Linked DNA regions of Muntiacus reevesi: region 1 is linked to region 2. A link is a contact called in public Hi-C data. All regions are on one chromosome and are shown on one strand. Each heading gives the region's core, a stretch centred on a gene start, on an enhancer-like site or on the middle of the called end of the contact. The rest is flanking DNA. Distances are from core to core; before and after follow the strand shown. Region 1 holds the start of RNF121 (ring finger protein 121). Region 2 holds the start of ANAPC15 (anaphase promoting complex subunit 15).

Region 1 (4,444 bases), core at 269-2,768, 180 kb before region 2:
AACTATACATAGAAAAATAGCATTTAAGTTCTTTACAAAAGGAAAGGAAACAATACTTGTACTGCGCACTGAATACACACTAGTTTTTTTTTCAACAGACTGGGAGAATACACAGGTAATTATACGACTTGCTTCTAGGCAGAATGAAAGGGTAATGAATCTGATAGTAAAGGGCACAGATAAATCCCACTTCTGTTTCATATTATCTTTCTTAAAAAATGAGTATGCAAATAGATTATGATGTCAATCGTCAATTGGGGGTGGTGAGTATACGGTGTTTATAATATTCTATGTACCCAGTTTCACATAATAAATATAATTCCCATTTTAAATAAATGTAGATGGTCCCAAATGAAGTTGACGGTCAATCTAATAAAGTGAGCCCACAAGACATCCTAGCCCTATCTATGCTGTAGATTCAGCCGGGACCTCCGGGGGGCGGGGTGAAGTGTAAGCAGGGACCACAGGCTTGCGAGGTGTAGGGTTCAGATGTACAATGTACAAAAAAACCAGGGTACTGGAAATTAAATAGGAAACTGTAAGCTGGGGTGCAGCATAGTGAATAAGATGTACAGGACGGGAGTAAGGGTAGAAGCTGGAGACGCAGTGTGTGGGCATAGTAAAGAATTCGAAGATGTGTGAAGTGGATCCGGAGGCGTGAGAGCCTAAGAAGCAGTTTGGGGGCCGTGGAAGTTCCGCAAGACTCTTCAGCTCTCAGATTCCTGAGCCTAAGCCGCTACTTACACCGCTTCTCGGAATGCGCTGTTCTGTTCACTTCCTTTATGGCCACCCTTCCTCCCTTTTGTCCATTCCCCTCCCCATCGAAAACCCGAATGACCCTCACCCGGGATAATGGACCTCGAAGTGCCACCTCTGCCTTAGATCTTGGACCAAAAAAAAAAAAGGTTCTCCCGCCAATTTGGCCCTCTAACCTCCGCCTTCTGTGCCGAAGCACCACTCTTCCGCCTCCCGAAGCCCGGGAACAAGTTCTGGGGCCTCAAGAAGCCGCTGTTTCCGGAAATTGACTCCCACCAACGTAAGAAGACACGTGCTATAGACAGAAAAATACATTCGGGTGGTTAATGTATTTCACGCATTGCAAATCTCCCGGAGAGAGCGGACTTTAAACTTCCGGGTCAGTTTCTGTACATTCTGGGAAATGTAGTCCTTAGTCTCCACGCTTCACTCGAGTTACCCATTGAGGGAGCGTCGCAAAATAGATAGTTTAGGGGCCCTTCTCTTTGGTTCTACACAGGGGAAAATTGGTGACATATCTGTACTGGAAATAATACAAGGTTAATTTCTCATTTCCTAAGATCCCTCCTCCGCCGCCGAAGCTTAGAAGTACACGGAATGCACCCCTCCCTAACCTTTAAGTGGGTAGCAGGCAGACTGTCTCTTAGTTGCCTTCGGGTCTCTGCCTGTCTTGGTGCCCCGCCCCCTCTGCCGAAGCTTGTACAGCCGATTGGCTAGAAGCAGTTGAGCGGCGGAAGCAGCTGGCTCGCGCGGGGCCTGCGGGGAGGGGGAGAGCTGTGAAGATGGCGGCAGTGGTGGAGGTGGAGGTTGGAGCCGGTGCTGCCGGGGAACGGGAGCTGGATGAGGTGAGAAGAGTTGAGAGTTGAGGAGAAGAAAGACTCAACCTGAAACTGCAGGGAAGGGAGGGGAAGTATCGGGAGTAGGCGTCCTAGGAGAGACGAGATCCTTAGAGGGAAGGAGCCAACTGTGGAGCGGGTGCGTGGAGAGGGAAATCTGAGGTACCCAGGACTCGGAGGCAGTCATGGGGTGGAAGACTTGCAGCACCCTCAAGGGTGGAGGTGGAGGACAGAGAGAGAAACCAGAGGGGTGGGGGTGTTAAGATTTAGGATTATTAGCTGAGGTCCTGGGGAGGACTAAAGGGCTGCCAGGTGGTTTGAGTTAGAGGGGCGTAGACTTCTGTGAGGGAAAGCCGGGTTTTCACTGCGGGAAAGGAAAGGGCTGTCTGGGTTTGGAGTCGGGGGTGCGGGGGGACGCGGACCAGGGAAGAGTGTTTATCTACTAGTATTATAGGTTTGAGTTATTTTTTATGTAAGAGCGCTTTACATTCTAGAACTTTGTACATAATGTGGGGTCAATAGAGTTTTGGTCAACGAATGATAGAACGAATGGGTGAATGAACAATTGTATAGAGAAATTTATCCATTCACTCACTTAAACGTTTAAGTATTACCTTTGAGCGAAGCTCAGGGGTAAGTGCTAGGGACCTTCCCATAGAAGAACCCAAGGTATGGGTCTTTTCATCGGAGGTATAATGGTGGCACTGAGAAGAGGGAACCAGTTCAGTTTGGGGTAGGGAAGGCTTCTCAGAGGAGTCGAGTCTTAACGAATTAGTGATTCTCCCTCTTTCTCCCTTTCCCTCTTTCCTATTAGACTTATGAGTTTTTTGAGAGTGAGCTGTTGAGGGTGTATGTCTCTTTTACCTACGTAACAGGCATTTAACAACGGGTGTATTCAGTGACCAGTGGGCCTTGAAGGAAATCACTAGAGGAAGGAGACATTGAGTTTGAAGGGAATGAAGGGACAGCGCTGAGAAGCAGAGAGAGAAGGTGAGAAAGGAAAGGAAAAAGATTCCGAGGCCAAAGGTACATTCATGGCTAGGGGTGCCTGTGGTCTTGCCCATGACAGCATATGGACAGCAGGGAGGAATAGGAGAAAGAGGTTTGATTGTTGGGGATGGAACCAGTGGGATCTCTGAGGGGTTAGTTTCTTAGAGGCCTTGGCTGGGTGGGGAGTGTGGGGTGGGGATTGGGGATGAGGCCCAGAGAAAGGGAGTAAAAGTGGACTTGAGAAGCAAAGCCTGTTGTTTGGTGGTGGGATGACTTGGAGGTTTTGGTTTACCTCATTGGGAACATTAAGGTGGGGAGAAGAGACTGAGAAACTGACAAGTGGTCAGAGCAGGGAGAGATTTTGAAAGAACCGTTTTAGATCCATATCTTTCAGTCAATAAAAGACTAGGGGTGTTTGGATACCACTTGGTTGGTGAAGTGGGGTAGTTGTGGAAATGACTTCCAAGCCCCTTTCAGCTTTAAGTTTCTGTGATCATGGTTGGCTGTAGTTCAGTGAGATATATTTGAAAGTGCCTTGTAAAAGTAAATAAATGTGTTTAGGTTATTATACATGCTTTGTTAATCATGGCCTTCTTTGAGCAGGGGGAGCTGATTTCAGTTACATATATCAGGGTTCATTGAGATAAAGAACAAAAGTTTTGGCAAAGGAGAAAAGAAAAAGTTTTGAAGTTAGATATTTTTGATTTTTGCTTATTTCCCTTATTGTTTTAAAAATTTAAGCACTTCTAGTATCATAATTATATTTCGGGAGTGTCATGCCTGGAAGTCAACTTTATATGAACCATTAGCATTCATCCCAGAAACTTCTGTTCCTTGTTTCATTTACTAAGAAATAATATAATCTGCTGTCTGGAAATTCTGTGTGGACTGGCTCTGTCCTTTTCCTTGTGTGTTTAAGAAAGTAACTCTGAGAAGCAGGAACAGTGTTCCCTTCAAGCTCAAATAAGGAGGGGGAGAGGCAGAGGTATGGTCTGGCTGACCTTAGTTTGTGAGTGAGTTTCTGCTAATGCTTTCCCAGCTGTTTTTTAGCATCCTTAACTAGTGAAACAGAAGTTGAAATCCATCCTTTAATTTGTAATTATGAGAGTCTGCCTCTCTATTATGCACTGGAAATTCAAAGATGAGTAAGACAGGATCTTTACCAATTTATAATGTAGAGAAAAGACATGCAAATGGCCCACTGCAATACTAGATACTTATTTTAATGGAAGGGAGTAACAGATTCAGTGGGGCGCTAAAGACAAGCACTCAAATCTACTGAGAGTGAAGTCTTTATGATGGAGATGGATTGGAGCTGAAAAATGAAGGTTAGGTTTACAAAGAAGCATGTGGTATAGTTGCTCTCCTTTAACACTTTCTACTTGGTAGAGAGACTGCTGTGAGGCTCAGATTATGAAAAAGAAATGGGTAACCTAGCTAAGATGCCACTTCTTTGGAAAGATTGCATGCTCTGATTTCTTTAGGATATCAAATCTATGTTTTCCGGTATCAGATGTCCTTAGCATAAGTAGTTTGGAATAGCAGCCATCAGTTTATTCATATTCTTTTCCTTTCCTTTTTTCTTTTTCATTATTACTTTCTATAGTAGTTAAGGTAGTTTAGGTTTCACTTACTGCTTCTCCTGAATAGAAAAGAGGGCTTAGGAAAAGAGTTACTAGTAGAAAAGACCACTGTTTATTGAGCCCTTATCATAAACCAGCTCCTGTTTAAAGCGTGCATTATCTCATTTATTATTAACAGCAACCTTGTGAATTAGTTGGTGTTTACTGCATTTTGTAAATGAGGAGACTGAGGCAAGGGAGGCTAAGTGGCATTCCCAGGATTCCAACAGTTCATGATGG
Region 2 (4,964 bases), core at 1,187-3,686:
TCGAGTCTAGCTGATTGGTGCACGACCTTAGTGCTGAGCCCACTACCCACCCTCTCTCTCACCTCTTTCTGGCCTCCACCAGTTGAGGACCACACCTACTCTGGAGTCAGAGGTCAGACCTTCAGAATTAGAGCAGAGCTTCAGTCCACCTGAGCCCCACATAGGCCCCACCTGCTAGAGCCACTCACCTCTGAGGCCGGCTTGCCAATAGGTACCAGGTTGTTGTCTTTCTCTGCAATGCTCTGGAGCTGTGGCCAAACAGGGAGGAGAGCAAGGCTGGGGCCCAAGCAAGGAAGTCAAAGGCATGGCACTCATCTGCCCTGCCCCCAAGAAGACCCCCAAGTGTGAACGAGAAGCTTCCTTCCAACTCTCAGGAAGATTCAGTCTCTTTCCTGTCATCTGCCACTTACTTATGAATTTGATCTAGCTATGTAAACTCTCTGGTCTTTGGGTTCCTTATAAGATTATGGTGAGAATGAAGTGACACTACCAGCCTAGAACATGACATCGGCAAGGTCCTCAATAAACAGTCAAAAAATACTTCGTGTGTTGTAGGGAAAAGAGCCTGGGCTCTGATCTGGCCTAGAGGTCCCACAGTCCTCAGCAAATTAGGGTAACACAAAGATGAGAACCTAGGCTCCCAGCTCAGGACAAAAACCTCCCCCAGGGCAGATCTGCAGAGTAGGGCCAGGTTAAGGCCAGTGAAGGGGGATGGGGAGCCTGACTGAAGCTCCACTGCTGTGCTACGTTCTCACTCACCCAGGCCTGATGTTGCTGTTCTTGCTGCTGCAGCTCTGTCTCCTCCACACAGGGTCGATCCAGATTAAACCACAGTGTCTCAGTCACACGGGGGAAGAGTGAGGGGAACAAGGTGGACATGGCTCCTAGACTGAGGGAAAGGGTCAGGTGAATCCAGCTCTCTCAGATGTGTGTGTTTCAGTTTTTATTTGCTTACATTTTGACTTGGGGATTGGGTGCAGTGTACGGTAGCACAGATGCACCCTTTCCCTGTGGGAATCAGACAGACCTGGGTTTGAGTCCTGGCTCCACCACTTACTAGCTGTTTGACCTTGGAAAAATCACTTAACCTCTGAGCCTCAGTTTCCTTGTCTGTAAAATGGGACAATAACAATTATACCACCCTCACCGTAATTCTAACAGTTAGTAATTTACTTCATGGATAAGCTGTTTGTAAGCTTTTCAAGGCAGGAAGAGAATGGAAGCCAAATGTAGAGAGAGGAAACCAGAATGCAGACTTGCATTACAAAATTCAACAAAATTAAAGATGGCAGGACTCTACTGAAACTACCTTTACCCCCTCCAAACATCAGACCTACTTTCTGCTCCTCCATGCTGCCCCACCCCATACCGACCCAGTGTCAGAAATTTAGGACTCGAACACCTCTATAATGAACCACAGCTAAACTGGGGGGCAAGGAAGGGCGGTGTTACCACGTGCAAGTACGGCTCAGTAAGACATTCTAAAGGCATGAGTAAATAAGTAGATGAAAAGACTGAATAAATGAACATGTGAGAGAATACATAAATTCAGCTCGCTTAAGCGGCTGAAGGAGCTGACAAGGAAGGTCCCAGAGAATCTGAATTAAAACTTTAAAGCTCACAGGAAAACTGAGGCCCAATAAAGGCAACGACTGGCTCTAGGTCACACGGTAAGCTGGGCACAGAACGCTTGCGGGGAATAGATCCAGGCCAGGCACAAGAGATGAAGAGAAAATAATCTATGTCTAATTCTGTTCTTGCCCTAATTTATTTGACCAATCCGTCAAATAAATTAGGGCTAGCTGCTGCCCTTCCGTGTATCGCAGCTTCCCGGCGCATTTAACAGGATCAATAACACCCAACCCACAACCAAGGAAGTACTGAAGGGCCATAGAACGCAGCTCCGAAAGACCAACCCATCGCCGTAAAGCCTCCACCCATTCTCTGCTTATTATGATGATAATCGTGGAATTGACCAACAAGAAGGCAGGGGCGGGATTCCGGCAGGCATTTGTCCTTATAGGGTCGCTAATCGCGAAAGGAGCGGGGCCTGGGTAAGGCCAATTAACTGGAAGAAATGCTGAGTGACTGGAAGTGGTACCAATGAGTGACGGGTCTTGAGTGACGGGGTGGGGCTTACTCTCGAGGAAGCGGCCAATGAGTTGGAGCGCTTTGATGTTAAGGGGAGTGTGAACAGGCAGCTCCTGAGGAGGCGGATCAGGAGAATGGGGTTTCTCTGGGGGTAGGGAAGGAAGGAGGGACGAGGAGACAGGAGCCGCAGCCTAGCTTCTGTACTTACCGCGCCGGGAGGCGGCAGCCGGCGGCGACCCGGAAGCACTTCTTTCTGCCTGACCGGAAGAGCCCACCAGAACCAGGGACACACCAAACGCATGCGTGTTTGCTCTTCTTTTGTTTCCCGCTCCCGCCCCGCCAGAGTGGAAGTGACGTTCCATACGTTGGTCACGTGCTGGATGGAAATTTGGCGCGCCCAGCTCTGTCGGCCCAGCCTTGAGTGTCAGCCAATCGGTCTCTCTAGCCTGGTCCCGCCCCAACGGCCCCGTGCAGCCCCGCCTCTTTCTCCCCAGGCAGTACTTGCTGGCCAATCCCTGCTGAAAAATAATAGTTGGCGGCGACCAGCGTTAGGACTAGGACTGTTTGTCGTGCTGCGTGCCAGGAAAATTAGTCTATTTCTACCTCAGAATCGCTGGGTGATTTTACCCCTCGCCGTTCCCGTCTGTCCTTTCTCTCCTTCAGTTTCCCGTTTGGGTGCATACATTCATTTATGTATGCCTTCAACGGAAATATTTGAGTCCCTATTATATTCTATATTCCAGGCCCTGCTAGAAGCGGGGGCTAAATCTAGGAACATGGTCCCTGCCCTCAAAGACCTCAGAGTCAAGTAGGGAAGCCAAACTCTGCAGACCTGCAGTGGGCTCCCTGGTATTTTTTTTTTTGGGGGGGGGGGGGGCGGGAGCGAACGGGCAGCCCCAGGGAATGTGGGATCTTGTTCCCCGGCCAGGGATCCAACCTGCACTCTGCGTTGGAAGCGCTGACCGCTAGGGAAGTCCTTTCATTGGTCTCAAGATTGCCTTTCCAGGTCTGCATTCCAGATTTTGTAAGGGCTTGAGTGTTTACTCAGTCTCAGGCGCAGCATTCTGCTACTTGGAATTGAGCTGCCCTCTCCAGGTCTGGGCTAAATGCGCTTAGGGGTCAGCCTTGTCATATCTCTCCCACTCCTTTGCTGATGCCTTCATTCTGCTAACCTCTGTCTGACTCAGCTTCCCCTTCAGAGATCATAATACCTTCTGACAACGGAAGTCCTTCAAACCCAGTGCCCATTAAACTCCATCACCCACGAGCCCATTTCAAGGCCAGCAATCATCCATCGTTTCACTACTGCCTTGACCAAATGTGTGCCTTTTAACAAATCCCTTTTGCGTGCCTGGACTCAGTTTCCTCTTCTGCCCAGGCTTCTTCCTACCTTGGACTGATGTGAGAATTTGATGAGATAACATATTTAAGAGTTAGTGTACTGTGCATATGGACTCACATTGTTTCCAAGCAGTTCTGGTTATAAAGTTTTTCATTAAAGAGTAAAATTTGCCGCTTGGAAATGTCCACCTTTTTTTTTTTTTCATTCATTCAACCAGTATCTACTGAGTACCTTATTATATGCCTGTCGCTATTCTAAGTAAAGAATGTACAATAGTGAACAAAACAACAATAACAAAATCATGAAGAGACTCATGCTGCTTCCATTTTAATGAGATAAAAAGATAGCTAAATATATAGTTTTAAGATTGTAGTAAATACTAAGGAGAAAAAATAAATCAGAGAAGTGGGAATAAAATGTTGGTAGAGGAGATGTTTTATCTTAGAGGGCCAAGGAAAACCTTACTGGGAAGGTGACTTTTGAGTAAAAGTTCGGAAGAAAAAAAGAAAACGGGCACTATTCTGATATTTAAGGAAGAGCACCAAGGCAAGAGCAAGTGCAAAGAGCCTCCGATGGCTGGAGCGTAGTGTTTTATGGCGTGAAGGGGAGAAGATGAGGATAGAGATATGAGCCAGAGAGGACAGCTTCACAGATCACAATAGCACTTTGGCTTTTACCCCATGTTCAGGATCCCTTGAAGGGTTATGAGCAGAGGATCCGCACAATCTGATTTACATTTGAACCGAGTTACTCTCCCAATTTTATAAAGAGAAATTCAGTTGGGGATAGTGGCAGAAGCAGGAAAAGACATGAGAGGTGCTGGTTTGGGGGGAAAACACCTGGAGTCAATTTTGAGTTTTGAGATGTCCTTTAGGAATGTTGAGGGAGTGGGAGGGGAAATAGTTCTGAAGGTGGAGGAAGAGATCAAGACTGGAAATAGCAGTTTAAGATTCATCAGCACATGATTGGTGTTTAAAGCCATGAGAGTGGATGAGCCCACCAAAGGAGTGAGTGTAGATGAAAGAACATTTCCTTCAAATTCAGAATTTTGAGGAAACTAGGAAAAGCAGAAAACTGGACTGAGAAGGGCCAAAAAGATAAGCAGAAACCCAGGTAAGCTGGGTAGTGTCTGGAAGCCAAGTAAAGAAAAGGGTATCAGGAAGGAGGTAGTGCTGCACTGTACTGGGGTTCTGTATTAAATTATTTCTGTTTCCTCAGCAGACCATGAGCTCCTTGAGGGCAGACACTGAGTGGTTTCTAAATCCTCAGAACCCAGTCAGACCTCTCCCGTCTTTTTGATCCCTTATGTCTCCTTCACTGTTCCCATCAGTTGCTCCTTCTGCTTCTTAATTTAGTTACAAGGTCCCTATGCCTGGCACTCGTTACCTCCATCCTTCCTGATGGCTCTGGTCTGATGGAAATTCCCCACTAACAGTTTCTCACCTAGATCCTCAGCCAGGTTCAACAAGCCATGGTGGCTAGGGGGAGGGCGAAAAGGAGAAGGAGAAGTGGAAATTTGATGTGATACCCT

Evidence for each region. Hi-C and Micro-C count contacts between places; a contact is called where the count stands out from the background.
Region 1: a contact with region 2 is called in a Hi-C map of muscle, with 4 times the contacts expected there. The contact joins the promoter of RNF121 here to the promoter of ANAPC15 in region 2. A contact is called at or near these places in 2 of 3 Hi-C or Micro-C datasets (blood and muscle).

The regions. Positions count from the first base shown.
Region 1 is chr9:39,755,680-39,760,123 of mMunRee1.1, reverse strand. It overlaps RNF121 (ring finger protein 121), which reads left to right and starts at 1,518. Exons shown (of 9, transcript XM_065945987.1): 1 at 1,518-1,601. The coding sequence starts at 1,539. It overlaps XNDC1N (XRCC1 N-terminal domain containing 1, N-terminal like), which reads right to left and starts at 1,101. Exons shown (of 10, transcript XM_065944936.1): 1 at 845-1,101.
Region 2 is chr9:39,575,116-39,580,079 of mMunRee1.1, reverse strand. ANAPC15 (anaphase promoting complex subunit 15) reads right to left here and starts at 2,436. Exons shown (of 5, transcript XM_065946292.1): 1 at 2,300-2,436; 2 at 760-884; 3 at 189-248. The coding sequence starts at 879.